Regions from separate parts of the Mus musculus genome. Here region 2 is linked to region 1. Evidence: chromatin contacts called from public HiChIP or PLAC-seq data. All regions are on one chromosome and are shown on one strand. The core of a region is the stretch at or near the end of the contact, and the rest is flanking DNA. Distances in the headings are between cores, read along the strand shown.

The links. HiChIP or PLAC-seq counts read pairs in DNA pulled down with a chosen protein or histone mark.
Region 2: an H3K27ac HiChIP or PLAC-seq map of stem cell-derived neural progenitor cells shows a contact between it and region 1, with 5 times the contacts expected there. The contact joins two enhancer-like sites. A contact is called at or near these places in 1 of 39 promoter capture datasets (the SN4741 cell line), 1 of 484 Hi-C or Micro-C datasets (adipose-derived mesenchymal stem cells) and 1 of 115 datasets of contacts at active chromatin or transcription factors (stem cell-derived neural progenitor cells).

What each region holds. Positions count from the first base shown.
Region 1 is chr1:138,325,164-138,328,731 of GRCm38.p6, reverse strand. No RefSeq gene overlaps it. Among named protein-coding and RNA genes, the nearest start is that of Atp6v1g3, 53 kb to the right of the region's middle. Within about 2 kb of position 1,866, at least 42 of the 459 cell types and tissues checked have an H3K27ac peak or open chromatin away from gene starts, as enhancers often do. A contact at or near this core is called in stem cell-derived neural progenitor cells, where this site is marked.
Region 2 is chr1:138,990,594-138,994,161 of GRCm38.p6, reverse strand. The region is part of intron 2 of Dennd1b (DENN/MADD domain containing 1B); the gene reads right to left. It also overlaps the pseudogene Gm16305. Among named protein-coding and RNA genes, the nearest start is that of 4930596I21Rik, 15 kb to the right of the region's middle. Within about 2 kb of position 1,576, at least 50 of the 459 cell types and tissues checked have an H3K27ac peak or open chromatin away from gene starts, as enhancers often do. A contact at or near this core is called in stem cell-derived neural progenitor cells, where this site is marked.

The DNA.
Region 1 (3,568 bases), core at 617-3,116:
TGAAGCAGTCAAATTGGCCAGCAAGCCTATCTGCCATTCCCCTCTCCTCCCTCTGTATGAAGCCTCCCGATTTCCCTGGCTGGTGTTTTAGAAGCAGACGCGTTTTTCCTGCCAGAAGAGGATGCGTTCTTTCTCACAGAAGCTTAATGAAATAGCTGTTACATCATATAAATCCACTTCCTAACACCCCGTGTCAGACTATCAAATCAGTTAAGGAAAATCCTCATCTTTTTTTCTCTTTGAAATTATGGATAGGCTGGTCGGGTTCCAAATTCAGCGAGTTCATATCGCCATCTAGTGTTCAAAATAGGATTGTCCGCACAAACGAAGGAGAAAATTTTAATACTCCATCCGGCTGCAAAAACCAATCTTATCTGAGTTGTTTGAAAGGTTCACTTGGCTGATCCGGTTTGGTTTGGAGCTACTACTCACAGTTAATTTGATATTTATGTTTTGATAGGACACCACACTACTGAGTGAAATTGTTGATTACAGTTTAGCTTGGAAACATAGCTCAAATCACAATCAGAAACAGTGATGCTTTTTCCCAGTATAAGGACAAATGTATCTCAGATAAAGCCAACTACTGTGGACGGCGAATGACAACGTGGCAACTTAAGACGAAGCAAACTTCTTCCCAGCAGAAACTAGAGGAAGCGAAAATAAGACCTGAGCAGGGGCGCCATCTTACTTTGTGTTTCTGAAACAGTATTTGGGTATTAGGGAAGGAAGATACAAAGCCCAAACTGTTCACTGAGCAGCAAAACACAACTCACAGATAGCAAAGATACTTTATTTCCGCAAGCAAGCAAGCCTCAAGTCTGACTGTTTCAACCGTGGTTGCCCTCAATCCTTGCATAAAAACTGGACTCGTATATCTAGAAACGGATTTGCAGTTGTTGAGGAAAATACACACAGAAGCGTTTTTGATGAAGGCACAGCCTGTGGAATAGTTGTAATTTTAGAACTGGATATGGCAATATTTTCTGTTTCTTCATACACCGAGGAGTTGAAGGCACTGTTAATCCACTTCCGGCCACACTGAGATGGCTCTGGCGTCCCGCTTTACAGTGAGTGGCAGAGCTGATTCTGTCTCAGAACTTCCACAGCACTGCACTCACTCGTTCCCTCCTGGTGGAGTTTTGCAGGCTTGGATAAGAGACAGGAAGAAAAATAGACAGGATGGGAAATGGGCAAACGGGGCGAAAGGAAGAAACACCCCAAGGTGACTCAGGGTGTCTGCCACAGACACATGCTTTATGCAAAGTTTAAATCAAGCCTTTTAACCCATACAGTCCCAGTTCCCTACAGAATGCAAAACTGTTTGCCACTTTTGGCAACAACCTAGCTTTAATGAAGCAACTCTAAACAGACTGTTAGTAAGTAAACTGTGAATAAAAATTGCCGTCGAGTTGATAAAAATTCAGACAGGTGATTTATTATAGGAGTGACTTTGTTTTTGGTTACAACAAATCCTATACGATCCAGTTTTTAAATTTTTTTCTTATCCATGCTGGTTCACTTTGCTAATTGTTTTTTAAACATTGTTAGCTGTACAAATTTGTATTTTATAAATAACTTGCAACAAGTAATTAGCACACGTTGTAATATGATGAAAGATAGGTAACATTTTTGGTTTATGCCCTGTGGACCATTCATCTAGTCACAAGCAGCTTTCTCATTATAAATGTTCTGAGCATGACTACCCTCTGATGAAATCTGTTCCTTCCCCCTCCCTACCCCAGACTCACATTTCCGTGGATGGGAAAGCTGGCTTAAAACTGAACTATTTATGACTTAATCTACCTGCACTTTGAGCTCTTCAGGCCTTATTGGTAAGCAATCACAGTGCCTCGTGGCTCAAGCTTGGTGACAGAAATGATGAGGCTCACGCTGACAGCCCTGCCTGGCTGCTGCTGGCTGCTGCAGTGTTCCTTGCCCTTGGCAAAGAGTTCTACAAAGAGCAAGAGAGAGGGAGTACCATACACCCTGTTTGCCAGTTTGCATATTTCCCCACACTCTCACAATATAGGTAGCTGTGGGCAGAGCTTGCAGCTTTGCCATTGTTTCTGGCTTTGAACTGAGTGTTTTGTTCCAGGCCATTTTATTGGGTGGGTTCCTGTGGGCATTATTTTAAGTACTGGAGAAAGTTACTTTTTCCCCCCTCTGTTTTGGTTTTTTAATAACAACAAATCGTGAATTAATTTACTGCACAGGGAAGCTAAACAAAGGGAAACAATCCTTTGGGAATTAGCTTTGAAAGGGGCTGGCAGCCAGAAGGCAGAAAACATTTGCCACCACAGTTAGAAGAATGCTCCTTTGACCCGGTGTCACTTTCTGTCACCCAGGTTTTGTGTGCTGTGGCCTCTTGACTTTGCTGGCACAAACCTCACCCTGGCAGCCCTCATTCCTGAAGTCTTTAGTCCACTAGTGACAAAACTTCCCTTTGCAGTAAGTGTCAGGCGTAGGGAGGCCGAGCCAGAAGAGGACAGCCACTGCCAAATGAATTGTGTGCACAGACAGCTGCACACAGAGCGCTGGAGTTTGATGGGGAGGCTCTGAGCAAGCAAGCAGGCAGGCATTTGTGTATGTTATGGAACAGAGGCATAAGCTATGTCAATTTGTACCCCCCTCCCCCTCCTGCTTTTCAGAAAGTATCAGGCTCTTTGCAATTTCTCTGGACATTAACAGAATCATCATCCTTACCACCGCCGCCATCGTCATCATCACCAGCAGCAGCAGCATCAGAGTCACTGGGCATTTTAACACATGATTGTTTTTGTGCTGCTCTGGCTTCTAGAAAAGTCACTCACCTTGCCACAGCTGGAGATTGCGCAGCCCCTGGCAGCGTGTGCTGGACAGCCCTTGCTTTGTGGAATAAATGAACTAGTATCACAGCAGTAGAGAAAAAACAAACAAACAAACAAACAAACAAAAAAAACAAACCAAAAAACAAAAACCTCAATGAAATAAAATAGGTGGAAACAGCAAGAGATGATGGCACCCATTGCCCCAGCCCCCATCAGAGGTGGCAAATCTGCCACAAGTACAATTGGTGCCAACCAGTATCTGCATGGGCATCAAGTCACTTCAGCCTGGATGTGTCCTGGCTTTGCCTGGTTCTTCCTTAGTCATATAGTAGTTTTTAAATTTTTTCCATCAAAAACGGTCAATTTTCCCCTTATTGTTTTTAATAAAAATGTATTTGCTTGATTGCATAATAGAAATACTAAAAAGTTGATAATTTGAAAGGAGATTGCAATTAACATTGGTTCAGCTCTAACTATGCTTAGCTTAATTTCATGTGTGCCTGTATTGTAGAACGGTAATGAATTGAGAACAAATTCTAATGAACTGATTGCAGAAGGCTTTCCTAGCACAGCAGGGCACCGGGGAAATGTGTCAATATGAAACAGGGGAAGATCATGTTCTTTTTCTTTCTTTCTTCCCTTCCTTGATCTACCTTTCTTCTTCACTGACACATTTGTGGGAAAAAAATTCACTCTGAACATTTTCTTCCCATTAAAATATGCATCAGGGTAGGGAATCTTGCCTAAGATAGCATGGT
Region 2 (3,568 bases), core at 327-2,826, 670 kb before region 1:
GTTAGAAGCAGGACTGGAAGCACTGCCCAGCAGTTTACATTCACTTTAACATGAACTATGTCACATTCACTTTGCAATAGATATTAGACTTTTGCTAATAAAATATATTAGAAAATGAAAGTAAGGTCATCTACCAACTCTCTAGAATTCATAAACCACAGATTAAAATGTTTCCTGAACTTAATCAAATTGTACATCAAATATCTAATCCAATCTACTCATTTTGAGACTCAAAGACACAAAATGGTTTGCCCAATCACTATATTTTATTATGAAGTGATAAATACTATAAATGCCATAGAAATTACCCTTAAGAAACAAACATTTTATTGATGTGATCTTTATAGATGTGATCGCTGAATTATATCCAAGGCCCTGCGGGTTTTGTGCCCTTCCTTTTGTGACTACCATATTTTTGCTGCGTTACTCATTCTGAAAACAGCTTCCTCATTTAATGAATGCAGAGCCCACACCCAGCCCTCCATTCTTTGTCTCTTTGAAACTGATGCATAAATAAAATTTCTTAATATAGTAATTCCTCACTATGTGGCATTAGTTCCAGTCTGCCCCACAGATAGCCTCGGATGCTCAAGTTTCTCCTATTAAATGGCACAGATTAGCAGTGTGCTAAGGTAATGTTGGCAATGCCATGTATCTATGTGAGAGATGCAGTGTACCATCAGGCCTAATCTAATGTCATCACAATAGTCACTGCCCTCTACTTGTGCCGGATCCTGACCTAATCAAGAGTCCCTAAGAAGGGAGTGTGAAACCTTGGTAAATTGGTCAAATTCGCTCTCACTGAGAATGAGGATCTTTGGAGACTGTAAAGGAATAAGCCAGGCAAACAAGATGATGACTACCAAGGGCAGAAGGTAAGATGCTTCAAGTGGACTGTCTGCCATGTTTCAGGCTGAACAAGTAAACCAGTATGGCTGCAACTGAAGGAACAAGAAGAAAGATGCAATAACTAAAAGATGAAATCCTAGCTGTGATCATTTCAGATGTAGTTGAAAGCACAGTATACTTAAAAGTGCTTATACTAAAGGGGCATTAAACAGGCAGTACATTTTGTTTTAGAAAGGAGCTTTGGCAGAAAAAAATACTATCTGCGAAGTCATGCAACTAGTTCTCATGCCCAGGAAGAACTTGAAATGAGCTCTCTCACAGGCCCTGTCCACAGCAGCAATGGATACAGGGCAGACTGCAGACTAACACTGTAAAGCATCTCCTAAACAGATGAGCATTGGTCATTGTCACTCGCCTTTATGATGTCCAAAAGCCCTTCCCTGTAATGCTGCAGGAAAGCCAAGCTCATGTCTAGGTTAATGCATAATAAACCCAGTGGACAGAAAGATAAAGAGCCTCTGTGCTCCGACAACAAAAGAAGCCAAAGCTTTACACATAAAGACTATTCTCTCCCTAACAAAAAGTCTCTGTTTCCTGAGATTTCTCAAAGTTACAAAGGAAAGAGGATAAAGGAAGTAAATCATTATCCCATGTGTGGGTAGAGCTAGAGTCTTTCAGTCAAGATCAAACACCACTGGCTGATACAAAATAGCATTGCTGCCAAGTCCTCTCACCAAAGCACTAGTATCTGCCAAGCCCTGGGCTACAACAGCCAGCATAGTTCAGGCTCATACTCCATATAACCCGCACTTCAACTCAACCAAGGAGATAGGAGCCAAATGAGTCACAGAGTGACTATGATGCCACCTTCTATATACTTATCAATGGGACAATGGTCATGAAAGCAGACGCAAAGAAGTGATTTCAAGTAGATTCTAAAGTTAAAACATTAAAGCAGTATGAAAATAAATCCCATATAGAGATGTATTAATGAATAATCTTCAACAAGGTGCTTTTTTTTTATGTGTATGGGTGTTTTGTGTGCATGTAACTAACATTATGTGCACCACAAGCACGCGTAGTCCCAGTGGAGATGGCAAAGGGGTACGTGAACTAGAGTTATCACTGAAGCTAAAACTGGGCGGTTCGGAAGCACACTCAGGTCCTCTGGAAGAACGATGCGTTCTGGAGCCCCAGCCATCTCCACAGCCCTTTAACAAGTGGGGGAATGTGATTGCTTGCTTGCTTGCTTGCTTGTTTTTGGATGTTTGAGACAAGGTCTCTCAATGTAGCATCCCTAAAGGATGAGCTTCTGAAAATCATGCCAGTGCAGAAGCAGACTCGGGCTGGCCAGCGGACCAGGTTCAAGACATTCATCGCTATTGGGGGCTACAATGGTCACGTTGGTCTTGGTGTTAAGTGCTCCAAGGAGGTTGCCACTGCCATCGGAGGAGCCATCACCTTGGTCAAGCTTTTCATCATCCCTGTGCAGAGAGGCTACTGGGAGAACAAGACTGGCAAGCCCCACACTGTTCCATGCAACATGACAGGCCGCTGTGGCTCTGTGCTGGTGCGTCTCATCCCTGCCCCCAGAGGCACTGGCATTGTCTCTGCTCCTGTGCTCAAGAAGCTCCTGATGATGGCCGGTATAGATGACTGACTGCTGCACATCAGTCAGAAGGCAACTTTGCTAAAACCACCTTTGATGACATCTCCAAGACCTACCTACCCGACCCCCGACCTCTGGAAAAAGACTGTTCACCAAGTCTCCTTATCAGGAATTCACTGATCATCTTGTGAAAACCCACACCAGAGTCTCTGTTCAGAGGACCCAGGCTCCAGCTGTGGCTACCACATAAGGGTTTTTATTCAAGAAAAATAAATGAATTAAGTCTTTAAAAAAAAAAAGCCAGGCTCAGCACTCTGGAGGCAGAGGCAGGCGGATTTCTGAGTCTGAGGACAGCCTGGTCTACAAAGTGAGTTCCAGGACAGCCAGAGCTATACAGAGAAACCCTGTCTCAAAAAAATATATTTTTTTTAAATAATAATAGTAAAATAATTTTTTAAAAGTAGCCAACTCATTATAAGGAATATAAAATTAAGCTAAATATTATAGAATAGTAAAAATACCTTTACTGGCATAAAGAAGAAAGATCAGAAGAATGAAGAAACAAAGAGCCACTGGACTAAAACAAACTAAAGAACCATATAGAATACATAGAACTTAAAAACAACAACATCTTTGAGTCAAACAAGTCACTCCGTGGGTCTAACAGCAGACTGGCAGCTACTGTGTAGATCAGAGAGCCTGAACAGAGTGGGAGGAACTACACAAACCAAAGCAGCAGCGCAAAGGGACTCCAAGTGAGCAAAGGGCCACCAAGGCTTGAGGAGTGGCATCAGATAGGCTAACAAGCAAGAGCTGTGTATGTTCCCAATACACATAGATGTATAAAAAGATGCACAGGAAAATCGCTGAAAAACAATGATCTATAAATTTACAGATCAAAGAGCCCCGCCCAGGGAGACAAGACAAACTCAGACAAGCATGGAAAAGTCACTTCTCTGAAAATCCCCATGCAGAGGAGACACTGAAAGCAGCAGTGGGAGCACAGCATCACGCAGGGCGGGACTGGCTAACATGTACACCGAGGCACCACTGAAACCTATGGCTGGCGTGGTAGCACACCCTGTCAATCAGCGCTTGAGAAGCAGAGGC